2 separate regions of the Sus scrofa genome follow, and region 1 is linked to region 2. A link is a contact called in public HiChIP or PLAC-seq data. All regions are on one chromosome and are shown on one strand. Each heading gives the region's core, a stretch centred on a gene start, on an enhancer-like site or on the middle of the called end of the contact. The rest is flanking DNA. Distances are from core to core; before and after follow the strand shown. Region 1 has its middle 38 kb from the start of KIFC3. Region 2 overlaps ADGRG1 (adhesion G protein-coupled receptor G1).

Evidence for each region. HiChIP or PLAC-seq counts read pairs in DNA pulled down with a chosen protein or histone mark.
Region 1: an H3K27ac HiChIP or PLAC-seq map of skeletal muscle shows a contact between it and region 2, with 5 times the contacts expected there. The contact joins two enhancer-like sites. A contact is called at or near these places in 5 of 47 Hi-C or Micro-C datasets (embryonic fibroblasts, fetal skeletal muscle, liver and 1 more) and 1 of 2 datasets of contacts at active chromatin or transcription factors (skeletal muscle).

The regions. Positions count from the first base shown.
Region 1 is chr6:19,732,294-19,735,693 of Sscrofa11.1, reverse strand. No RefSeq gene overlaps it. Among named protein-coding and RNA genes, the nearest start is that of KIFC3, 38 kb to the right of the region's middle. Within about 2 kb of position 1,378, at least 21 of the 83 cell types and tissues checked have an H3K27ac peak or open chromatin away from gene starts, as enhancers often do. A contact at or near this core is called in skeletal muscle, where this site is marked.
Region 2 is chr6:19,550,572-19,554,191 of Sscrofa11.1, reverse strand. All of the region lies in intron 1 of ADGRG1 (adhesion G protein-coupled receptor G1), which reads right to left. Among named protein-coding and RNA genes, the nearest start is that of ADGRG1, 16 kb to the right of the region's middle. Within about 2 kb of position 2,176, at least 16 of the 83 cell types and tissues checked have an H3K27ac peak or open chromatin away from gene starts, as enhancers often do. A contact at or near this core is called in skeletal muscle, where this site is marked.

The sequences.
Region 1 (3,400 bases), core at 129-2,628, 180 kb before region 2:
GGCATTTTTATATTTTGTCTCTAATCCCCTGGGATCTTCCCTTGCCAGGAAAGCTCTGCTCGGCTCTCCTCCTTGGCAGCACCCCCCTGCCCCCCGCACTCTGTGCCAGCACGTGATGGGCCTCCGTGCAGCTCTGCCGTGTTGACTCTCCCCATTACAAGTGAGGCAGCTGCAGCTCGGGTTATGGGCTCTTGCATTATTCACGTGTCCATGTAATAAGCACTTAGTTTAGACAGAGCGCTGAGGGGCGCTGGAGCTGAAAGGGGGGAAGGAGCTGCCGTGTGTGGATCAGAAAAGCTCTCAGGCACCAGCTGCCATGAGGAAGCCCCTCTGCCAGGATTTGTACCCAGAAGCTCATCGTCAGTCTTTGAGACTCTAAACACATCACTGACCAGTTTGCCTACTCCCTGCGCTTGAAAATATTTTACTTGCAGGAAAGGTTTTTTGGGTCACATGCACCATTCTGCCCTCCTGACCCTCGATGCTGCCGTGAACATGGCATGAGTGTCACTGGAAGTGCCCGCTGCTTGGACCACTGTCCTTGCCACTTCCAATGTGCTGTTCCACCACTTCAGAAATCTTTTTTTTTTTTTTTTTTTGCTTTTTAGGGCCACACCTGTGGCATATAGAGGTTCCCAGGCTAGGGGTTGAATTGGAGCTGTAGCCGCTGGGCTGCGCCAGAGCCACAGCAACACGGGATCCGAGCCGCGTCTGCGACCTACACCACAGCTCACGGCAACGCCAGATCCTTAACCCACTGAGCAAGGCCAGGGATCGAACCCGCAACCTCATGGATCCTAGTCTGGTTCATTAACTGCCGAGCCGTGAAGGGAACTCCCAGAAATCTTTTCTCCGTGTGCTTTCTTTTTCTCTTCTCCAGTTGGGCTCAGTGGCGCTTACAGAACAATTATTGCTCCTCGTATGAATGTGCTTTGCGCTGACCCTCCTAAATGTGAATGGGGAGGACGTCTAGTGACGTGTGGAGGCTGGAGCATGTGCATTGATTGTCATCCCTTCTTGAACCCAAATGAAATGAGTGGAAAGGATTAAAAAAGTAAAAACTCATAAGGATGAAAAGAGGAAACAACAGCAGACAAAAGAGGTCAAAGAAGCTGGACTTGGAAACACCTGGCAGAGAGGGGTGGGCTGATGAGTCATCAAACCCAAAACAGAGATCAAGGGAACCCTGAACAATGACAGGTCTGGCCGCCTTTCCCGTTTAGGTCTCAGAATATCGGCATCAGGGATTATACTCAGCCCTGGCAGGAGGTGGGACTATTCGCTTCCAGGGAAATTGACCAGCTCAAGAGAAAGGACCTATGACAGTGACAGTGGAGGCCCTCCTGAAAGGGCCTGGTCCCCACTCTGTCCCCTGTACAGGAAGTCCTCTAATCACAACCTCTTTCCACACAGCAGTTTGCAATCAACTTTGTAATGCCTCATCCTTAAATAGAAACAGAAAGTCAAGAATAATCTAGCAGGAAGTCTAACTGAAACGTGGATACCAAGACCAAACAAACAGGAGAAAAAGAGAGAAAACAGACAATTGAGGCAGCAGAAGAAAGAAAAAAAATGAACTTTATAATTAATGGTTCCAGAGAGATGAGATGCAAATGCATTCTTGAAATGTTATATAATAAAGGAATATTTAAAACTGATAAAAACCTCTGGGGAATTAAAAATATAATGTCAAGGGGGAAATCAGTAGCAGGTCGGAAGATAAAGCTGAGGAAGCTTCTCAGGAGCTAGAACAAAAGTAGATGAAAAAATAAGAAAGGTAGATTCAAATCAGCAGTTCAAAAAAAACAAGAAACAAAAGCAAAAAACCAGACCCAAAGGAATTCCAGAGAGAACTAAGAAAAATAGGAGAGGAGGAAAATAGCAAAGAAATAACCCAAGAATGGAGTTCCTTTTTCAGTGGTTTAAGAACCCCACTGGCATCCATGAGGATGCAGGTTCGATCCCTGGCCTTACTCAGTGGGTTAAGGATCTGGTGCTGCCATGAGCGGTGGTGTAGGCCAAAGATGTGGCTCAGATCTGGCTGTGATGTAAGCCAGCAGCTACAGCTCTGATTCAACCCCTAGCTTCAGGAATTTCCATATGCCATGGGAGCAGCTCTAAAAAATAATTAATTAAAAGAAATAACCCAGAAAATTTGCCACAACGGAAGCACATGAATTTCTAAATTGAACAAATCCTGCTGAGCACCCAGCACTGTGGGTGACAGTCTTTAAGGAGTCACATATCTCAGGTTTGTCCAAGTATTTTCACAGAGCACTTGTTACTCTTAGTAGATATCCACTACTAAGTGGCAGAGGAAAAGTAGTTTCTCTGTCCCTTCATAAAATTTCCTCCTTCAGAAACTTCCCATTACAAACCAGAGGGAACCACTGGAAATGCTTTGAAGCTTAACTCATGCTGAGAAGAATGTTAACCACTCATCCTAAGCGCCTCTACTCAACATCTATTCTAAAAGCAGCGAGTTTATGTCCTCCCCTTCCTAAAAAACTAACTCTGTAGTTTAAAAGATTATACATTTGGAGTTCCCATCGTGGCTCAATGGCTAACAAATCCGACTAGGAACCACGAGGTTGCGGGTTCGATCCCTGGCCTTGCTCAGTGGAAGGTTGTATGCGGGCTCAGGATCAAGCCTGGATTGGTTGCTGTGGCTGTGGTGTAGGCCGCAGCTACAGCTCCAATTAGACCCCTAGCCTGGGAACCTCCCTATGCCATGGGAGTGGCCCTAGAAAAAGGCAAACAGACAAAATAAATAAATAAATAAAATAAAAAAGATTATATACTTTGAAAGGGGGTGGGCAGCGGAGGTTCCCTGGTGGTGCAGTGGGTTAAGGATCTGGCGTTGTCACTGGAGTGGCTCAGGTTACTGCTGTGGCCGGTGTGGGTTTGATTCCTGGCCTGGGAATTTCCACATGCCCTGGGCGTGGTCAAAAAAAATTAAGGACGAATAGTGACTTTCAGATTCTTGGGGAAGTGCCCTTGTGCACCCACTGAGCACTTGACTAAGTGCTTTAAAATAATGCCACCAGGAAGGACAAAATAAGTGCCTTTGCAGACACACACCCATAGCAGTTGATCGAATTGATCTGGTGTAAGTTCTAGTGTCGTTATCAACCAGGTAATTCATCTCAAACTGGTCTGTAAGAAATAAATGGAGGAGTTCCCGTCATGGCGCAGTGGTTAACGAATCCGACTAGGAACCATGAGGTTGCGGGTCGATTCCTGACCCTGCTCAGTGGGTTAACAATCTGGCATTGCCATGAGCTGTGGTGTAGGTTGCAGACGCGGCTCGGATCCCGCGTTGCTGCGGCTCTGGCGTAGGCTGGTGGCTACGCTCCAATTCCACCCCTAGCCTGGGAATCTCCATATGCCTCGGGAGCTG
Region 2 (3,620 bases), core at 927-3,426:
ACAGAAACGGGACAGAAACAGAAGAGAAACATGTCTCTCCTGGACCCTTTCGCTTCTCTTCTCCTTTCTGTCAGTCCCTGTCGCTGTCTGCTCCTGATCGCTAATCCCAATGTCACCTCCTCCAGGCAGCACTGCCCCCCCACCACATCGTGATTGCTGCTCTATACTTGTGAACTTAGAGCTCACAGATCACTATCAGAACTTGGCCCCAGTTCTCCAACTTATGGCATTTGGGTCAAGGCTCAGAGAGGGCCAGTGACTTCTTGACATCACACAGCAAGCAAGGATGGAGCTGGCCAGAATCCATGTATCTGTCTGGCCCACTGACCTTCAAAGTGAGTTACCACTGTCAGTAGACAGGGTCAGGACAGGACAGAATTGTCTGTTTTCTTTCTTTCTTTTTTCTTTTTCTTTTTTTTTTTTTTTTTTTTTTTTTGTCTTTTGTCTTTTTAGGGCCACACCTGTGGCATATGGAGGTTCCCAAGCTAGGGGTTAAATCGGAGCTGTAGCCGCCGGCCTATGCCACAGCCAGAGCAATGCCATATCCAAGCCACGTCTGTGATCTACACCACACCTCACGGCAACGCCGGACCCTTAACCCACTGAACGAGGCCAGGGATCGAACCCACAACCTCATGGTTCCTAGTTGGATTCATTTCTGCTGCACCGTGACGGGAACTCCAAGAATCATCTGTTTTCATCAATCCTCCTGGATTGACCTTTGAGAGCAAAAAGGCAGAGTCAAGGAGCGAGCTCCCCATTAGTATAGGGGCACAAGTGAGGCTGCACCATGGTGAAGTGCCATGGTTCAAACAGACAGGGATCAGTGGCCTGACCTGACATTCCTGGCTCATCCCTACTGTACCCTGGCTGCTTCCCCCAAGGTCAACTCTAGCCCCAGTGATACTCTTGGTGAGATTAAAGAGGTAGGGGGTGTCTGGCTTCCTTTACCCCCCCCCCCATTGAGTGGTCTCTGGAGCCAGATTATCCAGGTTTAAATCCCAGTTTCCCTCCCATTCACTAGCTGTGTGTCCTTGGGCTAGTTACTCACCCTCTCTGGGCCTCACTTTCCTCATCTGTGAATAGGAACAAAAATCAAGCCTACCTCAAGGGTCGCTGTGAGAATTAAATCACTTGCTACCTGTAAAGGACTTAGAACTGGGCCGTGCACATGGCAGGCACCATGGGTGCCAGCTAATATCTCTGTCTACTTCCTGACCAACTCATGCTTACCCTTAATTCAACCCCCTGGACTTATCACAGGTCCTTGCTCCTACGCCTTCCCTCCCACCCTCCGTGCCACCCCTTGTGGCCCCCGAGAGCCAGCTCAACCTCCAGAGCACCTTGACGGGAAATTCTTGGAGCATGAATTTTCCTTTCCCGGAAGACCCAAACTCCACCCAGAAAACTTCCCTCGTCACAGTCCGGACCTGAGCTTGTCCCCAGCAGCCTCTGATGGACCAGAGGGCTGGACCGAGACACCATCTACACCAGCAAAGTGAAACCCTCAGAGCCACCCTGTGACACTGGTCTTACTGTTTTGCCATTTTACAGATCAGAAAACTGAGGCTAGATCCCCACCACTGGAGCCAAGACGTGGACCTAGGTCTCACCCTAGAGAAGTCCTTGCAGAGGGGGCGCTAGCAAAGTTTCTAGAAATGCGTGCTCCCCTGGCCTTCAGAGACCCTCAAAGAAAAGGACAGAAAAATGGGTTGTGGGGGAGGGGGGCAGCCAAGACCACAGGCAGTAAAGACGACTCCAGCCTGGGAGGGAGGCTTTGAGGACCAAGGGCCCCAGGGATGCTCCCACCCTCCAGTTCCCGTTCTGGAGCAGCTGCCCTTGACCTCAGGCCTTCCGTAAACACGCAGAGAACGGAACGGTCTGGCCCAGCTTGACACAATGGGGGTCCCCATTGCAGAGTCCCCAAGGATCCAGGCAGAGAGGAGGCGGCCAGGGCTCATCTAAGCTAAGACTCCCCCGCTGCCCATCCCCAGGGCAGGCTGGACCCGGGAGGAAGGGTCCCAGTTCCCGCTCAGGCCCAGCCCTGCCCATTCTCCTGATGGGGGAGAGGGCGACGGGCAGGGGCCCCGTGGCTCACTTTCTCCCCGGGGGCCTGAGTCACTTCCTCTGCCATCCGTGTGGAGCCACGAGTCACCGCTGGCCCAGTCCCGGCTCCTGGAAAACCCATTTCCTCAGAGGATGGAGGTGGAAGTTGAGTGGACGGGACCTGGGCGGCTCTGGGGTTAACCCTTTGCAGGCAGACACCTCCCCAGGAAGAGGACTTGGCCCCGGGCCCCACCCCTCTCCTCCTCTTGACCTGAACCAACACCGTGGACACAGACTTGCCCTCCCGACTCCAGTGCCCATCTGCCGTCAGAATTCTCTTCTGTGTTCTTAGTGGGACGGGGCAGGCGGGCAGACCACGACCTGCACTCAACCCTAGATGCCCTCCACTGCCACAAGGAGCTCCTATCAGAGGCATCCCTACCCACCTGTGGGTCAGAACCACCCCCAGGAAGTTCACTAAAATGCAGATTCACAGGCCCTTGCCACTGAGGGGCCGGATGCTATGGGGTGGGGGCGGGGGTGGCAGGGCTCGGGAGTCCGGCTTTAGCAAGCATCCATTTGATGGACACTCCGAGGGCACAGAACCACATGGTTGTGTGGCTGGGATAACACCAGTTGGCCCGGGTTACAGAGTCAGAGGCGGGTGGGGCCCCGGCTCACTCAGGCAGTAAAGGGTTGGCCTTGGAGGGGACTAGGGCGGCCTGCCTCCCAGTGGCGCCTCTTCTCACTGACGGCAAGGAGAAGTCGTGCTCCTGGGTGGCTCACCTAACATTTAGCAGGGTGCCCAGAACCTGGAAAGGGCGTCCCAAGGCACAGCTGGGGGCAGAAGGGCATGGGTGGGGGAAGGGAGCCCCTGCCTGAGGGGGTCTCCAGCTACAAGCCTGGGTTCGCCCTCCTGGGGGGAGGGACCGCAGGGAGAGGACCCCTCACAGCTTTCCCCGTTCTAGCCCCGCCATCGGGGGTGCCCCGTGGAGCTGCTGGGTGTCCCCCTGAGCCCTGGGGAGAGGGCCTCAGGAAGGAAGGATTTGGTCAAGAGAGGGGTGGGTCAGCGTGAAACCTTTGGGTGGAAGCACACACGAGTGTGGATGTGGGTGTGTGTGCACGTGTGAGTGTCTGTCCGTGGGTGTGGTGTGCAGAGGAGCGAGGACGAACGTTAGCACAGAGCGGAGGTTTTAGCAGGTGTTTCCTACAAGGGGAGGGGGGCTGAGAGGACCCTCCACCGGCCGCTTCCAAACTCCTCTGTAAAAGTCATTCTGAGAAACACCATGTACCCAACAAACAGGAGGTGCCCCCATCAGCCCCGGGCGGGACCCCGGGCCACACCTCACTCCCAGCCCAGCCCCCAGCCCCCCGGCAGTGCCCGCAGCTCCTGGGAGCACAGCTGGCAAACACGGAGCCCCTGTCCCCTCCTCGTGTTCCTGCTCCGCCAGCCGGGTGACTGAGGCCCAGGCTAGGTGATCCCACAGAACTCCCCCAGGAAGGGTGTTCTGGCCTGGCTGGGGCAAACACAGTGACTTCAGGTTTCAGGAATTTTTCAGCAATAAAAGAGAATA